Linked DNA regions of Mus musculus: all the other regions are linked to region 2. The links are chromatin contacts, called in public Hi-C, HiCAR-type and HiChIP or PLAC-seq maps. All regions are on one chromosome and are shown on one strand. Each heading gives the region's core, a stretch centred on a gene start, on an enhancer-like site or on the middle of the called end of the contact. The rest is flanking DNA. Distances are from core to core; before and after follow the strand shown. Region 1 has its middle 11 kb from the start of Gm40578. Region 2 holds the start of Gm51961 (a long non-coding RNA gene). Region 3 holds the start of Tnfaip2 (tumor necrosis factor, alpha-induced protein 2). Region 4 overlaps Ppp1r13b (protein phosphatase 1, regulatory subunit 13B).

What was found. A called contact is a pair of places that touch in the nucleus more often than the background predicts. HiCAR-type assays count read pairs that join an accessible place to other places. HiChIP or PLAC-seq counts read pairs in DNA pulled down with a chosen protein or histone mark.
Region 1: a HiCAR-type map of astrocytes shows a contact between it and region 2, with 4 times the contacts expected there. The contact joins two enhancer-like sites. A contact is called at or near these places in 1 of 39 promoter capture datasets (hematopoietic stem and progenitor cells), 1 of 15 datasets of contacts at CTCF or cohesin (large pre-B cells) and 2 of 115 datasets of contacts at active chromatin or transcription factors (astrocytes and embryonic stem cells).
Region 3: a contact with region 2 is called in a FOXA1 HiChIP or PLAC-seq map of pancreatic cancer cells. The contact joins the promoter of Tnfaip2 here to the enhancer-like site in region 2. A contact is called at or near these places in 1 of 39 promoter capture datasets (hippocampal neurons), 2 of 484 Hi-C or Micro-C datasets (the G1E-ER4 cell line and myocytes) and 3 of 115 datasets of contacts at active chromatin or transcription factors (T-cell acute lymphoblastic leukemia, pancreatic cancer cells and stem cell-derived neural progenitor cells).
Region 4: a contact with region 2 is called in a Hi-C map of double positive thymocytes, with 3 times the contacts expected there. The contact joins two enhancer-like sites. A contact is called at or near these places in 1 of 39 promoter capture datasets (liver), 1 of 484 Hi-C or Micro-C datasets (double positive thymocytes), 1 of 115 datasets of contacts at active chromatin or transcription factors (double positive thymocytes) and 2 of 9 other capture datasets (liver and pancreatic islet).

The regions. Positions count from the first base shown.
Region 1 is chr12:111,510,144-111,516,280 of GRCm38.p6, reverse strand. No RefSeq gene overlaps it. Among named protein-coding and RNA genes, the nearest start is that of Gm40578, 11 kb to the right of the region's middle. Within about 2 kb of position 1,535, at least 60 of the 459 cell types and tissues checked have an H3K27ac peak or open chromatin away from gene starts, as enhancers often do. A contact at or near this core is called in astrocytes, where this site is marked.
Region 2 is chr12:111,689,522-111,695,251 of GRCm38.p6, reverse strand. Gm51961 (a long non-coding RNA gene) reads right to left here and starts at 500. Exons shown (of 2, transcript XR_003950154.1): 1 at 1-500. RefSeq lists an enhancer at 1-3,281. Within about 2 kb of position 3,496, at least 131 of the 459 cell types and tissues checked have an H3K27ac peak or open chromatin away from gene starts, as enhancers often do. A contact at or near this core is called in T-cell acute lymphoblastic leukemia, astrocytes, double positive thymocytes and 3 more, where this site is marked.
Region 3 is chr12:111,437,800-111,444,124 of GRCm38.p6, reverse strand. It overlaps Tnfaip2 (tumor necrosis factor, alpha-induced protein 2), which reads right to left and starts at 1,464. Exons shown (of 12, transcript NM_009396.2): 1 at 1,442-1,464.
Region 4 is chr12:111,850,958-111,857,411 of GRCm38.p6, reverse strand. The region is part of intron 4 of Ppp1r13b (protein phosphatase 1, regulatory subunit 13B); the gene reads left to right. Among named protein-coding and RNA genes, the nearest start is that of Zfyve21, 40 kb to the right of the region's middle. Within about 2 kb of position 4,226, at least 61 of the 459 cell types and tissues checked have an H3K27ac peak or open chromatin away from gene starts, as enhancers often do. A contact at or near this core is called in double positive thymocytes, where this site is marked.

The DNA.
Region 1 (6,137 bases), core at 286-2,785, 180 kb after region 2:
ACCTAGCATTAGTGAAACTCCCCTGTATGTCTGAGGGGGACTGATTCCAGAGAGGAGTACCCTGAAGGACAGTGACCGAGGACAGTCCCATAACGAATATGGGTGGCATCTTCCAGCCAGTGGCCCAGATAATGAGTTCTAAGGAGAAGCAGTGCTGAGGGTACCTCCCTTTGCTGCTTCCTGATTGGCTGGAGTGACCGACACCTGCTGACTCCAGACTCCAGCTTCTTCAGTGGTCCAAAGTGGACTCAAAACCAGCCGCTCTCCAGGGACTAAATTCTCTAGGCTTTAAGCACCTCTGTGGGAGCTCTGAGGCTCCCAACTTCCCAGGTTAAGAAGGTTCTGGGTCCTCCGCCTCTCCAGAGCACAGAGAGCCATTGTTGGACTCCAGTCATATTATATAAGTCAACTTCATTCATTCATTCATTCATTCATTTATTTGTTTATTTCAAGATCAGGTCTTACCTAACCTAGGCTGGCCTTAGTGTAAACTCATTTGGATGGCTTTAAATTTTTTTTTCTTTTTTTTTTTTTTTTTTTTTTTTTTCAATGCTGGCTGTGGTGGCTTACAACTTTTATCCCAGCACATGGGAGGCCAGCCTGGTCTACTTTGTGAGATCTTGTCTCAAAACAAAACAAACCAAACCAAACCAAAAATAAACAACAACAACAACAAATATTACAACATAAAATCTTTACCTTAGTGATTGGTAGACGCTTGGAGCAGTGGCTCAGTGGTTAAGCACTTGCTGCTCTTCCAGAGGACCCAAGTCCAGTTCTTAGCACCCATATTAGGCTCCCAGCTGCCTCTTAACTCCAGCTCCAAAGGATGCACTGCCCTCTTCTGGCTTTGGAGGGAATTTTCACATATCACACACACACACACACACACACACACACACACACACACACACACACACACACACACACACACATCTAAAAACCCAAAAGGATTGAGAGAAAGCCTCTATTCAAAGCAGTGTCTCCCAAATGCCAGCCAGGATGAGAGGTGCACGCCATCATGGCTGCCTGGGGCTTGTGTGCCTTCCCTACCACCTTTCCTAGCACTCCCTATGTCTTCTTGTGAGATGGGGCCACATGTAGGTCAAGCTGGCCTCAAGCTCCTCTATCACACCATGCCCCTCTGAGGACAACCTGGGTCACCATGTCTGGTTGGCGCTGCCCTTCTCTCTCCATCTCTTGCATCTGGCACTTTCAGTTTCAGTTTCTGTCTTCGTAGTCCTCCTCCTCCTCCTCCTCCTCTTCCTGTCTTAGTCCTCCTGTTCCTAGGAGGCTTCCTCCCTGCGATCCTCCCATCTGCTGATGTGTGCCTTGCTGTGCCCAGTCGGCCCTTTATTTATTGCATTCTGAATTTCCTGCTGTGTTTTCCGAGGCTGAGCTTTCTTGCTCGGTTCCTTTCTCCGGTCGCCCTCTTTCCTATTGTTATTTGTGGGTTGCTAGTATCTCCCCTCACCCTGCCTGCTCTGCTTAGTCGCCTGGTCCTAGCATTCCACTGCAGCCAGTACAGTGTGGAACACAGTCCATGCTCCATGTCCTTTAGACTAGTCCTGCCCTGTGTGGGCTGGGTACTTGGCTTTGCACACACTTGGAGACATCAGCTACTCTGCCAGGCTTGTTCAGTGGGGTGGGTGGTTGAACCCAGACTATGCCTGCAGGTCAAGGTCTGCTTTCCCTAGGGAGGGAGACTAGGTCAGCTTCCAAAGAAGGATAAAAGGTTGGCAGTATCCTCAGGAGGTCAAGCGGCCTCAACCAGGCCACCAATAAATTATGGGAACAGGATTGACCATCGTGACTCCTCACGGCTGCCAGCCTTAGTATTCTTGCCACACTAGGTCACTGGCTGTGGGAAGTGTGGATTTCCTGGACCATTTACATTCCCTGGAACTCGAGAGGAGGGAGGTGAAACTCATGCCAACACACACCCTTAGATTTGACTGGCCTGGGCCTGTCTGTGTTCCCGTTTCTGCGGTGGTAGATGAAAGGCCAAGGGGACAGTGACCTTGGCTGTTATGTCTGTCACAGCCTCCTTCCTACTTCCTGATGTGTCTGTCTTTTGCTTAAGGGTCATGCCCTCATTTGATGAGTGTTATGATTAAAACAGAAAATTCTCCTTCTACCTTGCAGGTCTCTGAGGATAGAAAAAAAATCAGGTCACGGGGACTGTATAAAATGCAGGATAATTAAGGTTTAAAGCATACATCCTTCTGCAGATGGCCTGGAGCTTGAAGGAGAGGCCATGAGCTGACTGGGTACTGCCAGCTTGGGGCTGTGGCCTTTGGAGAATGTTGGCACCGATCTCCTCACCCAACCCCCCGCCCTTGGGAAAAGCAGCCTGACCTTGCTATCCAGCCTTACTGCTTCAGAGAGTAACATTTAAATTCATCCCCACACTTCCCCAACTGCCCGGGAGATGTCCTCTGTCAAGTCGGGAATTTGGGTCAGCTGTTCCTCAAAGAAGTTCATAGCCCCAGCAGCAGTCAGTGGGTAATGTTTGAGGAGGGTTGTCAGGGGTGTGTTCGGTGGCAGGGGTAGGCCTGGAGAAGGATTGGGTCACAAGCTTAGCCTCTTTCTTCCTTCCTTTCTTTCTTTCTTTCTTTTTTTTTTTTCTTTTTTTTTTTTTTTTTTTTTTTTTTGTATTTTCAAGACAGGGTTTCTCTGTGTCATTCTGGCCATCCTAGAACTCGCCCTGGAGCCCAGGCTGGCCTTGAACTCAGAGCTCCACCTGCCTCTGCCTCCTGAGTGTTGGGATTAAAGGCGTGCGCCACCACGCCCGGCTAAATTTAGGCTTTTTTTTTTTTTTAAGATTTATTTATTTATTATATGTAAGTACACTGTAGCTGTCTTCAGACATACCAGAAGAGGGAGTCAGATCTCATTACGGATGGTTGTGAGCCACCATGTGGTTGCTGGGATTTGAACTCAGGACCTTTGGAAGAGCAGTCGGGTGCTCTTACCTGCTGAGCCATCTCACCAGCCCAAATTTAGGCTTTTGATATCTGCTTTTTAATTTTACTTTTTGGTGAGTTATATTGTTTATTTATTTATTTTTTGTTTTTGAGGTAGAGTCTCATGTAGCCCAGGCTGGCCTCAAATTCACTATGTAGCTGAGGGTGACCTTCAACTTCCTGACCTTCCTGTCACCCTCTCTAATATCGGGATTACAGTGTGCAGACAAACCTAGTCTATACGACCCAACCCAGGGACGCACACATGCTTGCTGAGCACTATCACCTGAGTTACAGCCCCAGCCCACTTTTTCTCAGGCGCTAAGACAAGGTCTCTCTATGAAGCCCAGGTTGTCCTTCAACTCCGGATGCTTCTTCTGCTTTTGCTCCTGAGAGCTCAGATTACAGCAGGCATTACAGGCAGCATTATCCCTTGTTTGTTCCAGCCTCAGCCCGAGGCAAGCATCTACCACTGAGCTCCAAAGACAGCTCTTGGCTTCCCGGCACGTGGTTGCTGTGGTTGCTAAACTATGTTGCCCAAGCTGGCCTTGAACTCTTGACTGCCCTTCCTCTACCTCCCAAGTGCCGGGTTTTTAGTTATGCACACCCATATGAGGCTTGGTATTTGCCCTCTCTGTAATGCTGTTATTGACCTCTCAGAGTGGCATGTTCTAAGCATTGCCATCGCCAGAGGATATAGAGAAAAAGGCCACGGTAAGCCGGGCGTGGTGGCACACGCCTTTAATCCCAGTACTCAGGAGGCAGAGGCAGGCAGATTTCTGAGTTCGAGGCCAGCCTGGTCTACAAAGTGAGTTCCAGGACAGCCAGAGCTATACAGAGAAACCCTGTCTCGAAAAACCAAAAAAAAAAAAAAAAAAAAAAAAAAAAGGCCACGGTAAGGTGTGGCATGTAGGGGGACTTCTGTGACAGTTACATGCCACACAGGTTACTTGACCAACATGTACAGCTCTGTGCTCTGTCTGCACCCCATAAGCTCACTCACGAGTCAAGGCCTTCATCCCCTGTGGAAGTTTCTTCAGCCCAGTGTGTCTTCCTTCCTGGATAAGGAATAGAGACTGAGCCTGGGTGCTAGATTTCCAAATTTCCAACTGACCTGCAAGAGGGGACCCCCCCAGAGGTCTAGGTGGGGAGGGTTGCTTGGCTCCCAATATCTTCCTTCCAGAAAATTGGCCCTATTCATAGGATGTCACTGTGCTGTTGTGCCTGGTAAGAGGCCCAGTTGTGTGACCTCAGACCCCTGTCTGCTACTGTCCTCAAGGCCTCAGTGTCTTCTGACGTGAGAGTGTGTACACGTGATTCTTGAGCGATATTGTAAAGTGTACATCTTACAGTGGGCCACACGCCTTTGAGAAAGCTTTAGAGGGGCACTGCCTTGGGCCCTTCTGTGTGTATGGTGAGGTGTATGGATGCACATCTGTTCTTCGGCAGAGACTTCTCAGGTGGGAAGAATCACTTGGGGCTCCTTGCTTATTGCACATTGCTCTTAGCTGGGTGCAGAGCTAGCTGGTGGCTCTAGAAGGGCCCGAGGCAGATCTCACCACGCTTCTCCAGGGCCAGGCCTCAGTCAGGGCCACCTAAAGGGAGAAGCAAAGCCAGCGGTACTGCTGCCTCAGGTCGGAGCCTTGATCTCAGAACTCCTGGAGGTTGCTCTCCTCCTGGAGGCTGACGTCAAGGAAGGGGCTCAGAGCGAGAACGGCTTAGCTCATTGTGGGCCTTACTGGGCATCCTTTCCTTGGTGGGAGGCGGTGAAGAAGGCTGTGAGGGGCCAAGGCTGGTGAATGGTGTAAACTCATGCTATGTGGGAGTGGGGGAATGGGGTGCTGTGTGTGGGGAGACCCACAAGTTCACATTCCTAGGTGTGTGACTTCCCAGCGCTGACTTAGTCTTTTGTTTTCTTTCTTTCTTTCTTTCTTTCTTTCTTTCTTTCTTTCTTTCTTTCTTTCTTTCTTTCTTTCTTTCTTTCTTTCTTTCTTTCTTTCTTTCTTTCTTTCTTTCTTCCTTCCTTCCTTCCTTCCTTCCTTCCTTCCTTCCTTCCTTCCTTCCTTCCTTCCTTCCTTCCTTCCTTCCTTCCTTCCTTCCTTTCTTTCTTTCTTTCTTTCTTTCTTTCTTTCTTTCTTTCTTTCTTTCTTTCTTTCTTTCTTTCTGATACAGTATCCCTCACTAAATTTAGAGCTTACTGATGGGATGAGCTTGCCTAGCCAGCAACACCCCAAAATCATCCTGTTGTGCGGAAAGAAAACGGTTTGTTTTGGAATTGTGCTGGACATTCACAGGAGCACAGTAAACAGTTGCACTGAGTCCTTTGGTTGTCAAGGTCACCTTTCCTTGGCCTGGCTTGTCATTGAGCCCTGGAGTTCCTGTAGTCCCAAATCTTCTTAAAACCAAGACAGAAGAATCAAATCCAATCTGCAGTTGGAGACTAGCTCGGAAACATAGTCTACCATACAACAAATTTTAAAATCAATATAAGTAAATAGGTGTAACTGCAAGAAAAGCCATTCTTTTAAGTAATGGCAGTGCTACAGTTGTACTTAGAACTTGCTCTGTAGACCAGGCTGGTCTCAGACTCAGAGATCGCCTGCCTCTGCCTTCTCAGTGCTGGGACAACCACCAGGCCACACTCTTCATTCTTAGCATCCCTCTGGCTACCTGGATTCAAATGATCCTTCATGTTTTTCATGGTCTAGCCATTTTAGAAACAATGTACATGGGCTATGGAGACAGCGTAGCAGTTAAGAACACTCACTGCGGCTGGGCGTAGTGGCGCATGCCTTTAATCCCAGCATTTGGGAGGCAGAGGCAGGCGGATTTCTGAGTTCGAGGCCAGCCTGGTCTACAGAGTGAGTTCCAGGACAGCCAGGGCTACACAGAGAAACCCTGTCTTGAAAAACCAAAAAAAAAGAGGAACACTCACTGCTCTCACAGACAACTTGGCTTGGGTTCTCATCACCTACAGGGGAGCTAACACCCCCTTGAACTTCTGTTTGAGGTATTCTTCTGTCCTACTGGCCTCCATGAGCATTGTACATATGTGGTACACCTACAGATATGCAGGTGACACATTCATACATGTGTGTACACACACACATATACACACACACATATATACACACATACATATATACACACATACACACATATACACACATA
Region 2 (5,730 bases), core at 2,247-4,746:
GGAGCAGCCCTGACTGAGGACGGGCTGGGGCTGGACAGGGGCTGGGGAGGGCTGTAGTGGGGACTAGCTCGAGGTGTCCTGGGAACAGGCCCAGAAGGAAGCTTGCACAGGCAGGCGATGGCACCATAGCAACGCAGAACAAAGTGCTGGCCTACTTACACCCCACCCCCACTCCTCGATCTGCTGGGGGGGGGGGGCACAGGGCCTCTGGGGCCCCTGGAGAACTCTGTGCCCCTGACCTTTGGGAGCCCAGTGTCCTGGAAGCCTTGGCCTTCTCCTGGCCAGGATAGACCTGTGAGACTGACTCCCTTTCTTTGTCCACGAGTGGGGTGTACAGTGGGCATTTGGGAAGGTCCAGTTTGCTGCACACGCCCTTGCCTCGGGGTGACATTAGGCGCAATGGTTTGAAAGATCTTTATAAATTTTCCATCCCCAGAAATCTCATCTCAGGGCTTTGGGTAGTTCTGGGTGAATGCAGCATCCTTCCCCAACCCCCACTCCCCACCCCACCCCCACGAGGATGTCAGCACGATGGGAGCTTCCTGCTCACTAGACAGGGCCCTTCACGCCCTTGACTTCCACTCTCTGACTCAGTGTGCTCGGGTCCCAGACCTGGGCTCAGCTCAGGGTGGTAGGATGATTTCTGGAACCCGGCAAGTCCTACATGCTGTCTGTTCCCCCCCCCCCCCATCCCGTGGGGTCTTCAGCAGAGTGCGGCAGACAGGGCTGAGGGCCAGCAAGTTGTGAGGGAGCTTTGTGAAGCGCCCTGGAGACAGGAAACCCTTGGCCTCATGTGAAGGACAGTGGTGTCACTGGACACTACACACAGAAAAGCAAACATTTTTCTGACGACTTCCCGCAACCCCCAGAGGACTGCGTGTGGCCCCAAGTTGCCGTAGCTCCTCATGGTCATGTGACAGGCTCTCTCCAATCTGCTCAAGTCTGGATGGCAGCTGTGACCCACAAGTCCCAGTTCTCCCCAAACCTGAGAGCCCCCCCAAAAAAAACCATCATCACTGTCCAGCCCTTGTGCCTGGCTAGCACCCAGGAGCCGGCTCTGAACAGGATGCGCAGATGAATGGAGGGTGGGTAGTATCCCTCTGCTCTGTGGGAGTGGGGGGATGTGTGCCCTTCACAGGCGCCAGCTGCAACTGCCCTCCTCTACCCCCCCTTAATTTATGCCATGAGGAGGGCCAGCCACTCGCTGGTCCCCCACTTGGCAGCGGCTTTGTCCCCAGGCGGATTCCCAAGGGCTGCCTTTGGGAAGAAAGGGCCCTTCTCTGGTAGATGGTGAGGTCACCAGGAGGGGCCCCACAAGCACAAAGGCTGTGGGCCCCCACCCCACCCCGCTGGCAGCTGCCGCTTTGTCCTCAGCTCCTGGTCTAGGAGAGACCCTGCAAGGCCCCAGCTCAGCCTTGGAGGGGCCCAGGCTTCCTCTCTGTTAAGTTCACCAAGTGGGGGAGGGGCAGATAGCACCCCATCCCCTAGGCTGCTCCTGATCAAGTAACAGCACCTGCTGGTGTAGGCTCCACCCAGAGGCCAGGCTAGGCCAGAGGCCTGGTCAGGGCACTCGTGCAGCTATCTGTCCATCAGTACAAACAGGAAAACTCCAGGGGTACTTAGGGGGCGAGCCTGAGGTTATTGGGGCAACTTGTCTCCTGGCCAGAGTGGGCTCTTGGGCAGTGACCCAGAAACCAGAGCTCCGGCCCTGGAGCACTGACGCATACCTGTGGTGTGCGCATGTCTGAGTGGCAGGAGAGTCGGGCCTTTGGGGTTTCCTTGTGCAGTTCTCAAGGATCCCTAGGAGCACAATCGGGGAACTCCTGCGTTTACCCGTTTACCCGGAAGAGGACTCAGAGTTATATATGGGCCCAGCAGCCTAAAGCTGAGAGGAACTGCCATTTTCAACATCACTGCTTCTACACTGTCCACAGGCAAAACCTTCTCTGGGGCTTCACAGAAGACCCGGGCTAGGGGCCAGCTCAGGATGGCCACAACAACAGGGACAAGGAAGTAGCAAGAGCTGTTCACATATATCAGGGAAGGGGTGTCCCCCAGAATACACTTCAATGGATAGAGCCCGCCAGGCGCTACGGTACATGCATTGGGTGCCCATTACACCCCAGCCCCAGATGGAACATGCAGGCACTTTCTAAAGAGACAGGATGAGGGGGCGGGGGACTTTGAGACCTGATATCCCAGGGCAGAGCCTGGTAGCTCTGAGGGTGTGTGTTTTGTGGGCTGGGGCCTTGCAGGGTCTTGGTGGAGCTTCCATGGTAAAGGTCTGGTGACCAGACCTAGAAACTCAGAAACTGCCATAGGCAGGGATGACAGCCAGACAGCCACAGGATGAGGTGAGGCACAGACCATAACAGCGCCCTACACCTTTGTCTCAGGCAGGAGCCAGCAGGAGCCAGGAGTATTGGGGCTGCCTTGGTCTGGGCTTCTGGGCTCAGTCAGGTAGGGCTGTTGCTGAAATTCCTTCCCGAGGAGAGACTCAACATCGTCCCCTTCTCTTTCGGTCCTAATGACAGACAAATCACGCCACGACTCTGCCAAAGTTCACTCTAGGGAACCACGAAGTTTATCGGCTTCCTTACAGAACACGGGTGAGGGCCCCTTACAGGGATGTGAGCGCTCCTCTCCCAACAGGGTGTAACTGGAAAGCCTTTCCCAGCAGGAGCAAGGAGGCCCTCTCCCGCGTCCCTGATCTATATACTAAAGCCGCTCCTGAGGCCAATTAAGGCAGATGGCTACTCAGATAAGGGGCTCCTGATTCTCGCTGCCCTTCCAGGAGTAACAGTCAACAATCCCAGCTGGGGCAGTCATTTTGCAGGGTGCAGGGTGTGGCGGTTGCTTGTTTCTAAGGATAACCATGCACAGCCTGGCGTAGTGGCGTACGCCTTTAATCCCAGCACTCGGGAGGCAGAGGCAGGCAGATTTCTGAGTTTAAGGCCAGCCTGGTCTACAAAGTGAGTTCCAAGACAGCCAGATCTATACAGAGAAAACCTGTCTCAAAAAAACCCAAAACCAAACCAAACCAAAACAAAAAAAGGATAACCATGCACAACAGGGAGCCCCTGTGGAAGGCCTGATGGAGGCATGGGCCCACACACAGGTCAGATCCTGGACTCAGGGTGTCCTCCATGCTCCCCTCTCTGAGGGTGCAGACGCAGGAGTGCACGAGAAAGTCCAGAGTGGCTAGACACAAAGGCAGAAGTCGAGGTAGTGGGTAGGGCAAGTTGGTCACCCCCAGACAGGCTGCAAGAGTCCTGGTGAGGGGCTGGCCAGTGGCCACATTTAGCATTGAAGGGCCCACAGCCAGTTGCCTGATTTCCTGCAGAATCCATAGCAGAAGCAGGAAGGCAGGGACAAGGAGACACTGGTGCTCCATCTCCCTCCCCAAATGTCCGTCCCCTTCCTTGTTGCCTAGTGCCCTGAATGTCCACTGCTCCTGTAACTTAGCAACGAGCCTCTGTCGCCCCCACTGTCTCCACCCCACAGCTGGCCCTACCACCCACAATGGGTGCCTGCATTCCTCAGCAAGGCCAGGACCTCAGCAGGCCCAGGCTTTCTGAAGAAGCCAGATTGGGGGAGGATGCTTATTTACCCCGTGTGTGTGTGTGTGTGTGTGTGTGTGTGTGTGTGTGTGTGTGTGTGTGTGTGTGTGCTGTAGCTCAGAGTGGCCAGTGATCAGTGTGACAAGAGGCTGACCCAGCAGGCTGCCAGGCCCTTGCTTCCCACCAGGGGTTGGCTCCTTGCACAGTACTACTTCCTGTGGTAACTGCACACAGTCTTCAGAAATCTCACCACATTCCTGCTTCCCCGTGACCCCATTGACACCCTCACTCTGGGCAAACACAACACTGAAACAGGATGTGGCTGCATAGATGCCTTAAAGTGGGGTTGAGAGAGACTGCCAAGTGCCAAATTAGTCTGACAGGTACACGGGCTGGTCAGGATGCTCAGAGAAAGGCAGGGGATGGGAGAGTTCCCCAGTGCACAAATCAGAATGCAGAAAGTGGGCTTCTGGCAGGGCACAGCTCTTGCCTGCATTCAGTGCTCAGAGGCAGAGAAGACTGTAGGTTCCAGCCAGTCTAGTCTCCATAGGGAGCCCCCCCACATAAACACATTCTTTCAGGAGGGACAGACCAGACCTGAAGTTGGCAGATGGGCCACAGAGGTTCTAAGAGGGACCAGAGCCTCCAGCATTGACCAGAGAGGCCAATGTGGGTGAAGGGTAGCTCCAGGTCCCTTCTGCAGGCTCTACTCTGCAAGGCTAGGATGCTTTGATGTTTGATCCTGACTTACTTGGAGGAGAGGAAGATGGATGAACATGGTGACCTGTGCTGGGGACAGGGCCACCCCAAGCTTTGCTGTGGTCCCAGTGATGAAGGACTGGAGATCCTGGAGTTCACCAACTAGAGGGACTCCTGATGAGAGTGAGGCTTGGAGCAGGGATTGCTGGGAGTGATTACCACACAGGAGCCACAGGGGAGGGAAGCGCCTAAGGAGCTGCTCTTGCCTTCCCAGACCTGCCCAGCATCAGGTCAGGGCCTGGCTTGCTATGTCTCTACCAACCCCCATGTCACCCTGCACCCAGGTTATTCTGAGGCAACCCTCAGCCACTATATCCTCCCACAAACACCATAAGCACCCTGAGAAAGTTGGCTTTCAACACTCAGGAATCAATCTACTTCAGGTTGGGCAGCGGCGGTGGCAGCTGTGGCGCACACCTTTAATCCCAGCGATTAGGAGGCAGAGGCAAAACAAAACAAAACAATTAATTTCAAGTTTCCCGGTAGATGCCTTATGAAAGAAAGCACGTGGACACAACATGGTGGAGAATATTATTTGGGAGGCAGAGTCCTGAGGGTCTGAGATATACCAGACCCCTCTAGGTTTGACTTTTTTGAGACAAAGTTTTCTCCATGGCTATCCTGGAACTCTGTAGACTAGGCTGGCCTTGAATCCATCCGTGTCTGCCTCCTGGGTGCTGAGTTTAAAGGTGTGCACCAACACGTCTCTGGCTAAGGCTCTGTCTCAAAAACCCAAGCAAAAGACCAGCTGGTTTGTTCACCTTGGGACTATGAGGTCCTTGCATGGCAGAGCATGCAGGCTCTCTACAGGGTCCCCAGTGCCTTTGCAAGATGGAGCCAGCAGCAGATAGCAATCCTGAGAAGTGTCTGAGGGGCTCCAAGGTGCTTCTCTCCAGACTGAACGACCAAGCAGTTCTGAGTGACAACAGCCTCAGGAGCAATGGGTCTCTCATAAGTTAATAACTGCTTACTGTCTGGAGAAACACAGACTAGGAAAGCTCGTTTGAGGAATTCCAGGTCTTTCCACAGAGGCTGCCAGGCTTAAGCCTTCTGATGGTTAGTTAGTAGAGCTGGTGTGGGTTCCTGGGCCTGGCAGAGGGTTTCTGGGTGGGACATGTGAGTACTTCGGTGGATGCTTCATGCCAACAGTGAACGAGGCTGTGGCTTTTCCTGCTGCCTGGCGTGAGATTCACCCTGTGACCTAAGAAGCTCTCAGAAGCAAACACTTGTGCAGGAGGGGCACATCGGTTCAGGCGGCACCTCTCACAGGGATAGGCCAGGATGAACTAGGTATTGGCAGCACGCCCAAGTGGAAGTATGGACCTGGCTTCCAAAGTCCTGTGACTATACCCGCTCCCGAGGCTACTCCGGAAGGGCAAGACCCAGGAAAGATAGGACATAATAGATGGGG
Region 3 (6,325 bases), core at 215-2,714, 250 kb after region 2:
AGAACATCTCCCTCAAAGGACTGGCTTTTCTCAGGCCTCCACATCCCTGACTGTGTGTGTGGATTGTCAGAGCAAGGAAGACCACCCGAGGAAGCAGGGCTAGCCTGGAGGGAGGGAGCAGGCAGGAGGAGGGCCTTTCTGGTAAACGGTGTGACCCATTACCAGGAGGTGGCTTCCCTGCCCCATCCTTCAAGGATAAAAACCCCAAGCTGTAGCTTCATTTCTTCAAAATGACCTGGCGTGATCCAGGAACAGCTCCCGGTAAGGCAAGTGGGAAGACCCACCATCACGAAGGAGAACCCCGGAAACTGCGGAGGGGAGGTGCTTGCCCAAACACAACACACTTTAAGGGCCCTTTCCCACACCATCTCCGCCTCCACCAGCTCAACTGCCCAGGTTCGGGATAGATTCCTGAGGGGCTTATCTCATAACTGGGGCATGGGTAAAGCACCCTGATTGGACAGAAAGCCTGGGCTCCTCTACCCCAGCTCTTATCATCCTCACCAGGTGCCCTGAGCAGAGAGAGCCCTCTCTCTCGTTAACCTCATGAGGCCTGAGATAGGGCCAGGCAGTTTTTAAAGCCTGTGCCAACCTATCCCACTCGCATGGCAAACACCCATAAGGGCTGGCCTGGCTGATGGAGCTGCTGACCTGAATGTCTGGCCCCAGTTGCCCTTCAGTGTCAGAGGCTATTGGTATAAAAGGGAGGAGCATCTGCGGGCTCAGCTACACTTCTCACCAGGATTAGGGCTAAACAACATTCTTCCTCAGTATGTCTCGGTTTTCCCGTTTGTAAAATGAGAACGAGCCCTCCCCTCACTCCTTTCTCAGTGCTGCTCAGAGGATGTGGCAAAATCAGAAGCCTGGCACTGGGTGGGCCTTAGAAAGCAAGTTCCCCTGTATCCCTGACTGCAGAGGGGAAAGGCAGCAGGAGTAATGAGATGCTGTTTAAAGCATCACCAAGCCGGGCCCGCAGAGGCACGAAGGGGTCTCAGAGACACATGGGAGGGCTGCATCTGGTGGCTGGATGGTGTCACCTCCCTCAATTCTAGACACCACAGAGAACCTCACTGATCTTGCAACTAACTTACTGACTCTTGCCCCACAAGAGATCATCCGGACAGGGAGTCCCGCGGGTGCTGGGACCTTCCTTTTGTAAACCCGAGACTCCCTCACTTTTGTCCCAGTCCCTACAACACTTAAGAAACTTTCGCTGCGCGCGGGGATTCCGGACCCTGGTGTGAGGGGCTCAGAGTAACGCCTGTAAGTCCCTAGCAGTGCGTATGCTGGAGGTCAAGGGACCTCGAAATATCCCGCCCGCGTCCCCTTGGCCACTCAGGGCCATTCCCCCGGCGAATCCTGTCCGACACTCTGTGTCAGGACTGGAAGGGAAGCTACGTAGAGCGGCAGGGACAGAGGCACAGCGGCAGAGGTCACTTACTGTGTCCAGGACAGGACGCCTTAGTCCCGACCCTGGAGGGGCCCTCCTAAAATAGTCGCAGGCTCCGCCCAGACTCTGCCTGCTCCACCAACCGCAACCGCGGAAAATCCGCTGGCGGACGCCTCGGCCCGGCGAGTCCAGTGTTGGGGGCGGGGCCGGGCCGGTAGAGAGAGGGGCGGGGTCACTTTGCTGTTCCCAATAGCCTGGAAAGAGTGGTCTTGATGTGCGTGCACAGGGAGCCACGAGTTCCGCTTAGCGGAGAGCTGTTGTCGCACCACGGTCTCTGATTGGCTACCTAGCAGGGGCGCACGCACAAAGCCTCTGTCCCGCGTCACACAGTCAGCACCTACTTAGGTCTGGGGAGTGCCCTCTTCCATCTCAACGCCTCTGCCAAGTGTTGTTACCGCTCTGAGCACCCCTGTGTCCTTGAAAGTCTGGAAGGAAAGCTTCCCGGAGGAGGTGTCCTAAGGCAGCTGGGCACACGACTGGTAGTGGGACCTCTCAAAACCTCTCATCACCAAGCCTTGAGTGATGGGGCCCATCTTCATCATTATCCTGAGGTTACACAGAAATGACAGACAGCCCTCACCTGAGCCTCCTTCTCCAGGGCTCCCAGTGACAAGATTTTCCAGGATGGGGCTGGGGGTGATCCTCAGCACTCCCTTCTGCGGGCCTTTTCTCGGGGGTCTTTTCTCGGGGGTCTTCCCACCTTGGGGAAGGTGGGGTTGTAGGCTAGTGTAGAAAGGGGAATTTCTGCCCTCTGGAAGATGGGCTCACTCAGGAATTTCCCTGCTAGACACCAGCTTCTTTTTTGCCTCTACTTGGAGCTCGGCTCCTCCCCATCTTTTGTTTGGGCCCTCTCTTCTTTCCCTGCCTGTCTAAGCACAGAGCTTTGAGGAAAGAGGGAAGGGCAGCTGAGTGGGTGGGTTATGTTAAGGGGTTGTCCCTGGAAACCCAGAACTTCCTCTTCCTCCTGGGGAGCAGTGGCCAAGTGCCAGGTTTAAGAAGACTCTCCTCCATCCTATACCATGGTAGGTTGTAGGAGGCAAGAACAGAAGGCTGCCGGGCGGGAGTGGTGCACACATTCAATCTCAGCACTTGGGAGGCAGAGCAGACAGATCTCTGAGTTTGAGGCCATCCTGGTCTACAGAGCAAGTTCCAGGTAGCCAGGGCTACGCAATGAGAGCCTGTCTCAAAACTCAAACCGCACGCTTCCTCTTCTCCCTGAGGTCCTAATGGGTGATATTTCTATTGAGCCTCCAGGGTCCAAGCTGGGTGTTGCCTCTGCTCCACAAGGGAAGACAAAGACCCTAGGACTGTACCCACAATCCCATCCAAATATAGAAAGAGGATGAGAACCCAGGCCTTCTACTTCCAGCCTTCTACCTCCTAGCGGCCTCTCGACACATCGTATGACCTCCCCAGAGTATCCAGCCTCCGCTCTATTGATCCAGCTCCAGATTTCAAACAGATAAGGAAATGGTTGGGAAACTCCACAGGTAGGATTGAGGGACAGAGGAGTCAGGCTTTCAAGAACCCACATCTGTTCAGAGCCTATGGGCTCTGTGGGACAGATGTTGGACTTCCATTCTTGCCCCATGGTGCCCACAGCAGCTTGCTCAGAGCATAGTCAGTAGAAGCCAATGCCACCCATCTTGCATGTCAGAGTTTAGGATGAGGGTCAAAGGTCCTCTGTGAATTTCCCAACACAAAGGAAATTTGAAAACAGGGCTATTTGGATAGCTGAGGGCCAAAGATCGGTTGATTCTCGGGGTCAGCGATAGTTTAACTATTTTTCATAGTCCCCCCCACACCCCCGCCCCAATCCAGCCAAGAAATGGATCCCACAGGATAGAAACATTGGATCAGCTTACCTGGTAAACTGCTATCCCAGCCCCGACTCTGGCACCTGAGAGTTGGTGCAGCAGCCAGGAGTAGGCTGGCAAAGGTTCCTAGCCCAGCACAGAAGCTCTGCTGGCCAGCACCTGGACAAGAGCCTGAGTGCCAGGATGACAGGCATGCACCATCACAGGCTCTCTCTCTCTCTCTCTCTCTCTCTCTCTCTCTCTCTCTCTCTCTCTGTTTGGTTTTCAAGACAGGGTTTCTCTGTGTAGCCTTGGCTGTCCTGGAACTAACTCTGTAGACCAGGCTGGCCTCGAACTCAGAAATCCACCTGTCTCTGCCTCCCAAGTGCTGGGATTAAAGGCGTGCGCCACCACTGCCCGGCTACAGGCTCTCTTTTTATTTTTTAAATTATAATATATGCATAATAGTGAGTTACCGTTTTAACAGTTTTGGGCGTTCTAGCTAAGTGCACCAACACTGAGGTACAGCTGCAACCACCCCCATCCACAGAACTTTTTTTCCCCACATGGTGTATCTGCATGTGAGTGCAGGTGCTTGGTAGTCCACAAGAGGGCGTTGGATCCCCTGGAGCTGGAGTTACAGGCAGTTGTGAGGCTGCTCAATACGGGTTCTGGGAACTAAATTCGGGTGCTCTGCAAGTTCAGCCAGTGCTCTTAACGACTGAACCGCCTCTCCAGCTCCACACAACTTTTTCCCCTGTAAAACTAAACACACTGTTTGTCTCCATTACACAACCACTGCCCATTCCCTTGTATCCCTGCATTCCTGGTACCCCATTCCATGGCTATGTCTGTTCCATGGATCCAGTGAGTGGGTGGATACAGCCTTTGTGCCAGTGTGGTGATGCTTCGTAAAGGAAGAAAGACTAACTCTTGGTGTCATTTACCCAGGAGTGGACCTGATTTATCCAAAAGTGTTTGAGTCTCTTCCATTCTAAAAGTCTACTCTAGAATAAATCTAATCTAAATGAAATCTAATTTGAAAGTCCTAATCTAAAAAGGGAGCCCTGAATCCAGGTCTTTCTCCCTATACTGAACAGCTCAGCAAATGTAACAAAAACAAGCAGCCCTGTTTTGTGTCTCTTATAGGAGTCACAGAAGGGAGAGAAATCGTGTTTTTCCTGGCCCTACTGACTCACAATAGTTCACAAAGTCACATTCGGGTTTATCAAGCTATAATCACAAGTTGCTTGCAACACATTTCATGGTGGGAGGGTGGGCATTTGGGGGGTGGGGTAGGGCTGGGACTTGTTTACAGAGTGGCTCACTGCTTCCAGCAGTCCAAGACCCATCTCACGCACACACATTGTTTTGAATGGGTTTGCTGTGCAGCAGTTTACTCAAGATTAAAAGCTTCAGTTAGGGAGGGAGGCTCCTAAGGACCAGGTACACTTGCAGGGAGGTGGGACAATAGGATGTTCTATGGAGACAAGAAGTAAACAACTCAGAAGTGCTACAGGGAGTCCCTGAAACTGACCATACTCACTAGGCTTCTCCTTCAAGCATGTATATAAGGTGTAAGAATGGCCAAGACACACTCTCAGATAAGTTGAGCTGCCTAGAAGACCCAACAGCTGAGCCTCCTAGGAAAAACAGAGATCAACCAAAGTGCCTGGAAGAAACAAATCGGACCACCTGCGCTATCTGCAGAGGGCACTCCAACCTCCAGGTTGTTCACTATGAGCTCCAGGTCCCACTGTTATGAACTGTCATGCTGGTGATGGCTTTTGGTGATAACAGCTGTCTTGAGTCACTCCACCCACATACCTGTACATAACCCCAATAAAACTCATTGGGTCACCAAGCTGAGCTTTGCATCTGTTTGAACTTTGGTGTGTTCCCTATTAGGGTGAGTGGACACGTGATCCCATCGTCCCAGGAATAGTGCCTCTCGATAAAAAGTTACAAAGGAGAAATAGGAAAGATAGCATAATCAAAGCCCACATTTCAGCTGAGCTCGAAAGACTTTATTGCGTTTACAGTCCAAAGTATAGTAAGGTTGTAACATTTTTCTTAGAGGTCAGTTCAGTCTGAACAGGTTGACTTGCAGAAGGATACATCGTTATAAACGATTTCAAAGCATAGCACTAACATGGTTGCAGGTTGGGTAAGAGTTTTATTTGTAAAGACAGACTTTTAAATCGCCCAGAAGTCATTCTCACAGGATTGCCTGCTTTAGTTAGCATGTTCCCAAGTCCTAGCTTTCTGCCTTTTAGGATCCTAATTCTGTCTTATGGATGGACCGCACTAAATTGTCCTCGATGGGCGCACTGACTGCTGTGAAAACCGATGCTGGGGATGCTGAACTCAAAGCTCCATTCAGATCCACCTTGCAGTCTGTGTGAGTGGACAGTTGACTTTCTCTGACCTCTAGAGCTGCCTCTAGGCTCTGAGAGGTTTGTGTTCACTAACAGATTTCACCACAGCCATGTGAATTAGGCACTGCCTAACCATCCTTTTTCACAGATGAGGAAACTGAGGCACAGATGCCCCCTCACCCACCATCTGCCAATCAGGATTGAGCTACACTCTGCTCTACTGCTCCTCCTCAGGGTTACTTTATATTTGAAATACAACTTGATCTATGTAAGATAGACACAGGAAAGACAAGAGTTTCCATGGGGGAAACAGGAGGCGCTGTCCTTCATTGTCACGGGGTAGGGGAGCACCAATCAATATTGCCTTATTCAGTCAACTGATTAAACCATCATGGGCAACATAACAGGCTACCCGCCCCCAGCTCTGGTCAGAGAATAATACAAGGTGGTGAATTATTGACTCTGCTCGTTTTCTGGCTGGCTGAGAGTAGCTGAAGGAAACTCTCAGAAGGAGAAGCTGAAAGCAGAAGGAATAGCATTGTGGGGCGCAGCTCAGCAGTCATAAATGTCAGGTGGAGAGATCAGGCAGGTGTGGAAAACTTGGCCAAGGGGAGAGGCTATATACCACCTGGCATGACTGGTCACCTTGGTCACAAGGGCTATGCTGGCTGTGGAGTGGACCCTCTGAGAAGGAAGACTAA
Region 4 (6,454 bases), core at 2,977-5,476, 160 kb before region 2:
GATAAGAAGGCTGGAGGGAGCCTGGCTGTACACTGCAGCCTGACTTGTGCACTGGCTACAGTTGCCTCTCCCCTCCCGGCTGGCTGCTGACATTTGTTGGTTTACCTCTGTGAATGCACAGGTTGAGGAGCGCTTATTCATAGGGCTTCAGATCTCACAGCTTTTCAGATTGGAAAAGCTTCATTGATTGGTGAATGTTCGAAAGTAATGCTAGAACTCTAAAAAGTATTGGGTTTTGAGCTTTTGGGTAAGGGAGCTCTAACAGATTAGAGCTGCTGCTCTTCATCCTCCTGAAACTGTTAATGTTATGTATGTGATTTGCCTGCATGTATGTATGTATATATGTACACCATGTGCATAAGCAGGGCCCATGGAAACCAAACGAGAGCTCTGGATCCCCTGAAACTGAAGTTTCAGACAGTTGTTAGCTGTCATGTGAGTACTGGGATGCAAAAGAGCAGCAAGTGCTCTTAATTGATGAGCCATTGCTCCAGACCCAAATCTCTGCTTCTTTGAACTTCTTTGAATCACATGATGATCATCTTTGTAAAAGAAGGATGCTAGCCTCCTACTCCTTCCTCGTCTCCCTCTTTCTAAATTTTAAGCCGTATATAGCTTATCGTGTCAAGATTGACAATATTTATATATACTTATATCTAACTCTAAGTAGATATGATTTTAGATTTTGTCTACAGAGTGTTCTAGGCTATAATTCAGTTGTTAAGAGTATTAGCCTAGGATGTATGAAGTTCTGGGTTCCATCTCTACTACAATACAAGCCTACAACTTCAGCAGGAAGGAGGGAAAGACAGGAGGGTTAGTAGTTCAAGATCACCCTTGACTGTACTGGGAGTGCAAAGCCATCTGAGATAGATGAGAGCCTGTCTTGAGAGAGAGAAGGCAGCCATGGTGGTACACCTCTTTAGATACAGCTGTTGAGAAGCAGAAACAGGTGGCTCCCTGTGAGTTCGAGACAAAGACAGAGGTGAGGAGAGAGGGAGCGAGGAAATAACTCAGTAATAATTGTTAAGTTTTATAGATAGCTACCATAGAACCTGTCTTAGCTGCTTTGCTGTTGTGAAGAGACATCATAATGAAGGCAATACTTCAAATAAAGTATTTACAATTGTAGAGGATGTCCATGGCCATCAAGGTAGGGAGCGCGGGCGCAGCAGAGAGGCATGTGGCTGGAGCACAAGCTAAGAGCTTGCTTCCTGATTCCACAAATTAGAGGCAGAGAATAAGACTGCACCTAGCAGTGGCTTTTGAAACCCTAAAGCCCACCCCCAGTGACATACTTCTCTAACAAGGCCACACCTCCTTCCACAAGACCACACCTCCTAATCCTTCCCAAAACATTCACCAGCTAGGGACCAAGCATTCAAATAAGTGAGGCTATGGGGGAGTCATACTCACTCAGACAATCACAGAGACAGAGTTCTAGTTTGTTATTAGAAAACGTGGTGTAAATACATGGTGTGTGCACATGTACATAGAAGCATTGATTTGAGGACAGATCAAAAGATGCTGTAGGTGTTGGCCTTTACTGTTTGTTGTCCTCTCTGCACACAGCAGAGCAGCCTGCTAGCTTCCCAGGGTCCTCTTGTTGCTGCCTCTTACCTCTCTGTAGACAGCCCAGGGGTCACAGCTAAGCTCTGCGGAGGCTAGCTTTTGGGTGGGTCTGAGGGTTCAGACTTAGGTCTCACACCAAGCCATCTTCCATGCCCCATCATTTTTTCCATTTGGTTTCAGTGTCTCATTTCCTTTTGCCACTCATAGATGTACTGCCGTTAAGGTGTTCCTGTTCCTTACACTCCAGTCTCTAATGATCATTTCACAGTCCTCATCTGACAAATTTTTCATTCTAAATCTGGAGGAGTTATGCAGAGACCTCTTAACTGTTTCAGGAAGTCAGTCTGTGTGTGTGTGTGTGTCTGTCTGTCTGTTTGTCTGTTTGTCTGTCTTTCTCTGTGTCTCTTAACTCTCTGTCTCTGTCTCTCTCTCTGTGTCTCTCTCTCTCTTTGTCTCTCTCTCACTTACCCTACTTTTGTGACAAGGCCTCACTGTACCCCAGGTGTACCTCAAGCTTGCCATGTAACCAAGAGTGATCTTCACCTCCTGCTCCTCCTGTCTCCACCTCCCGAGCGCTGGTATTGCCGTCTGTATCACATCTGGCATCTCTCACTCTGAGATTTCCTGACACAGCTCGATGTAGCAGCACATGCCTTTATTTAAGCACCTGGGAAGTAGAGGGCAGATTGCTTGAGTTCAAGCTCATCCTTGGCTACGTAGTGAAGCTCTAAGATACCTTGGGCTATACAGTGAGACTGACTCAAAATAGATGGATAACTGGATGGATAGATAGATGCTCGGTGGAATTTGTGGTTATGTAAATGTAGTGGGATCTAAAACATTCTTTATGTGACTGTTCCTGTACCAGCAACATAACCTCCAGGACACAGGGCATACATCACAGTAAGAATTCAAAATTAACAGCATAGTTTTGAAAATCCTTTGTCTGTGTGTGTGTTTGTGTGTGTGTGTGTGTGTGTGTGTGTGTGTGTGTGTGTGTGTGTGTGTGTGTGCGCGCGCGCTATAAGTGTATGTGAAGGCAACAACCATGTGTATTTCAGGATTGAACTCAGGCTGGCTGTCAGTCTTGGGGGCTAGTGTCCTTACCTGTTGAAAATCCTTTTGAGTTCTAAGATACACCATGATCTGAGCTTCAGGGATGGTAATGAAAATGAATGGTAGATGGAATAATATTCTTAATGTGTAATAAAGGGAGAAGGCTAGTATTTATAGGTCTGTGATGTTTTCTTCCTTGATAAAATTGTTTATATTAAGAGAAAAAAATTTAGACGTGAAATTAAAATTAAAAATGTGTTTATGGAGCTGGAGAAATGGCTCAGCAGCTAAGAACACTGACAGCTTTTCCATAGTATCCAGGTTCAATTCCCACCACCCACATGGAGGCTGACAACCATCTGTGACTCCAGTTCCAGGGCATCCACCACTCTCTCTGGCTTCTGGGGCAACTGCATTCATGTGATGCACAGACATACAGGCAGACGAGACAGACACATAAAATAAAATAACTTCTTAAAAAGTGTGTTTGTTCCTTTTAAAGAGCTTGTAGTTAGAAGAAAGTCTGAGATCCTGTCGAGATCTCAGACTTACATTGCTGCAAGCATCACATCAAAGATGGTTTGTATGTCATGGGATCTAAGACATTCCTATGTGACTGTGACTGTACCAGCAGCTTTATAGCATGCATCCCTGCCTTTTAACCCTGTGATGCACTGCCCGGTGAAGCACTTCATTGTCTCCAAAGCACGTATACATGCATTTTTAAATTAACAAGATGTTAGAAATATCTTCCCCACAATTTCTGGGTTCCGGATGGAGCAGTTGTATCTTTAATGTTCTGCTGTGAGCTGAGACAAGAAAGAGATCAGGTATCAGCTTGAGGGAGAAAGGGTGTGTTTGGAGTAAGACAGTATGCTGGACGTGAGTCACACCCATTAGCTGCTCTACAGCCTGCAAGTCAGTGGGACAGGCTGGTCTCGGTGGTGGGTGACTGCTATAAAGACTTGGTTACTCTGTGTGCCTTGTGTGCTGCTCTAAGGATCATGGGTTCTTTGATTGAGTACGAGTGCTCATCAGCGTGACTCACTACTCTGAAAGGACACAGTGCATGGAAAAGCATGATCCTTGCTAGAGTCCTGGCTGTCCTTAGTCCAGCTTTGCTGAAAAAGCCACTCCCACAAGGCCAGTTGATTCTGTTTCTTGTAACTGGTACAAGTGTAGCCCATATTTAGGCCATGGTCTATTTTGAGCTAATTTTGGGTATGGTATAAGGTAGAATCCCAAATCCACTCTTTTGCATTGTTTTATCATTTGATAAAACACACTGTCCTTTCACCTAAATTGCCTGACACTTGATCAGCTGAATATAAAAGTCAAGATTGACTTTTGGAAACAGTTACTAATGAGGTCACTCAGTGTTCGTTTTCCGTGTGGTACTGAGGACGTGGTTATTGCATGTCAGGTAACAGCTGTCTAGGAAACTACGTTCGCTACTCTAGCAGCAACACAGAGGTGGGGTCAGGCCAGGATGCACCTGCTTCTGAAGCAGCTTTTGCTTAGTCTGCGATCCTTGCTGTGGGTGGATAGCTGTTATTTCTTCTCCTTGCCAGCAGTTCTTGCCACACCTCTGCCTGGGATGCCGTCCAGGGTCACCTCCGGCTCAGGCTTTGCTCAGTGCATCTGGCCCCCAGCTGCTCCTTCCTGTACAGTGTCGTCTCCTCTTACACTGCTTTGTATGGGTATTGCATGATCTCAGGAAGCTCTCTGCGTTCATTCAGTGGATTTGGGGTATAGGGAAATTAGGAATAAGTAGTCCCCTGTTTATGAGTGAGGCCATCTAACTTTATTCTGACTTTGTCAGACTTATTGATTCTGAGGATCAGCATCTATTAATAATTCTACAAAGGTCCCTATAGACATTCCATTCCCTTTTTCCTGTTGGATCTTGATTAGCTACCGGTCTTGTTTTGTTCTTCCTGGCTCTTAAATGTCTTTTGCTTTGTGTTGTATTCTGCATTCTTTAATAGAGACATTTTTCAGCCAATGAATTTGTCTTCAGCTATATTCAAACAGCTATTTGTCTGTTTGGTTGTTTAGTACATATCAGGTAGTCTTAATATTTGTAATGGAAAAAAAGACAAAGTCCAGGAGGAAATACTTGAGACTCATATGCTTGACAATTAACCTATGCTAATTACTTATCACTAAAGATAAAGAACTCTGAAAACTCAGTAAGTTTTATTCGTGTTTTTATTTAAAATTTTTTATACATTTTTATCATGTATTTCTCCTCCCCAGCTCCTCCCAGATCCTACCCACCTAACTTTGTATTCTCTCTCTTAAACCTCTCTCTTAACAAATGGGGGAAAAACCCACAAAACAAACAAAAAATAATAAGACAAAAATGCCAAAGTGCAACATAAAGTTCACCAAAAAAAAAAAAAAAGTGGCATTTATTTTGTGTTTGGAGCATGACCTGCCCTGTAGAGCTGTTGATATACCCAGTGAGAGAAAACTGATTTTCCTTAGCCAGTGGGTATCAATTGTAAATAACTTCTTGGTTAGGGGAAATAACCCAGTTTTTAAGAATTGGGCATGGGTTCACCAAGGGAGATCCATGAATGCCTGGTTAAGCACATGGAATTGGGTTCAACATCATTAATGTTCAGGAAAATACAAACAAAATCATTTGAACATCCGATGCTAAAAGGTACACATAGCAAGCTTGATCTGGTGTGGAGAGGAGAGGCAGGAATCCGAACGCATTGCTGGGTGGGATGTGGATGCTGTAATCTGCAGAGCACTTGGCAACTTGGAACAGTTTATGTCAGTCTGCCATATAAACCACATCCTGCTCCTGAGAGAGAAGCCAGTCTCTGTGCAGACTTGTGTGTGAGTGGCTGCAGCAGCTGCTAGAGGCCATAGCCAAGACAGGCAAAGCCTGAGGGCAGATGCGAGCTTTGTGTTCCTTTTGTTGCCCAAGGCTCTGCCTTCTGGTGATTGTTCTCTTTGCTCAGTGAAGCTTTTCGAATGGAAAAACACCCATATGCATAAAATAAACTAATTAGAAATTTAAAATAAATATGTTTGATCTTGTATTTAGATGGTTACCATGAGTGTAGCTCTGGGTGTCCTATCAGCTATGATCTTGGAAACAGTCACTTGCTGGTACTTTGCTTATGGTTCTCATTAGAATCAACATTCACTGGGTTTTTGCAGCAGGGTCTTTTCTGTGGCCCTGGATATCCTAGAATGACTCATAGAGGTCTGCCTGCTGGGATTATAGGTATCCTCACCGTGCCTGGCACTGGCTAGCTCACATTTTCTCTCGTTACATATTTGTTTGCTTGTTTTATGTGAATGAGTGTTTTGCATGCATGAATGTCAGTACTCATGGAGGCCAGAAGAGGGCATCAGATCCTCTGGACCCAGAGTTATAGACAGTTGTGAGCCACCATGTGAGTGTTGGGAACTAAATCCAGGTCTTCTGCAAGAACAAGTGTTTACAATTTCTGAGCCATCTCTTCAGCTCCTCTTTTTGTTTCTTTTTTGTTGTGAACTATCCATACAGAAAAAAAATGTATAAAATGTACAATTTAAAGAATTACTCAGGACTAGAGAGCTGGCTCAGTGGTTAAGAGCACCGACTGTTCTTCTGAAGGGCCTGAGTTCAAATCCCAGCAACCACATGGTGGCTCACAACCATCTGTAATGAGATCTGATACCCTCTTCTAGTGGGTCTGAAGGTAACTACAGTGTACTTACATATAATAAGAAATCTTTAAAAAAAAAAGAATTACTCAGAGGCTGTTGGGATTACTGGTCAAATGTAGAATTTCTGAACTTATTCTTTTTAAACCAATCC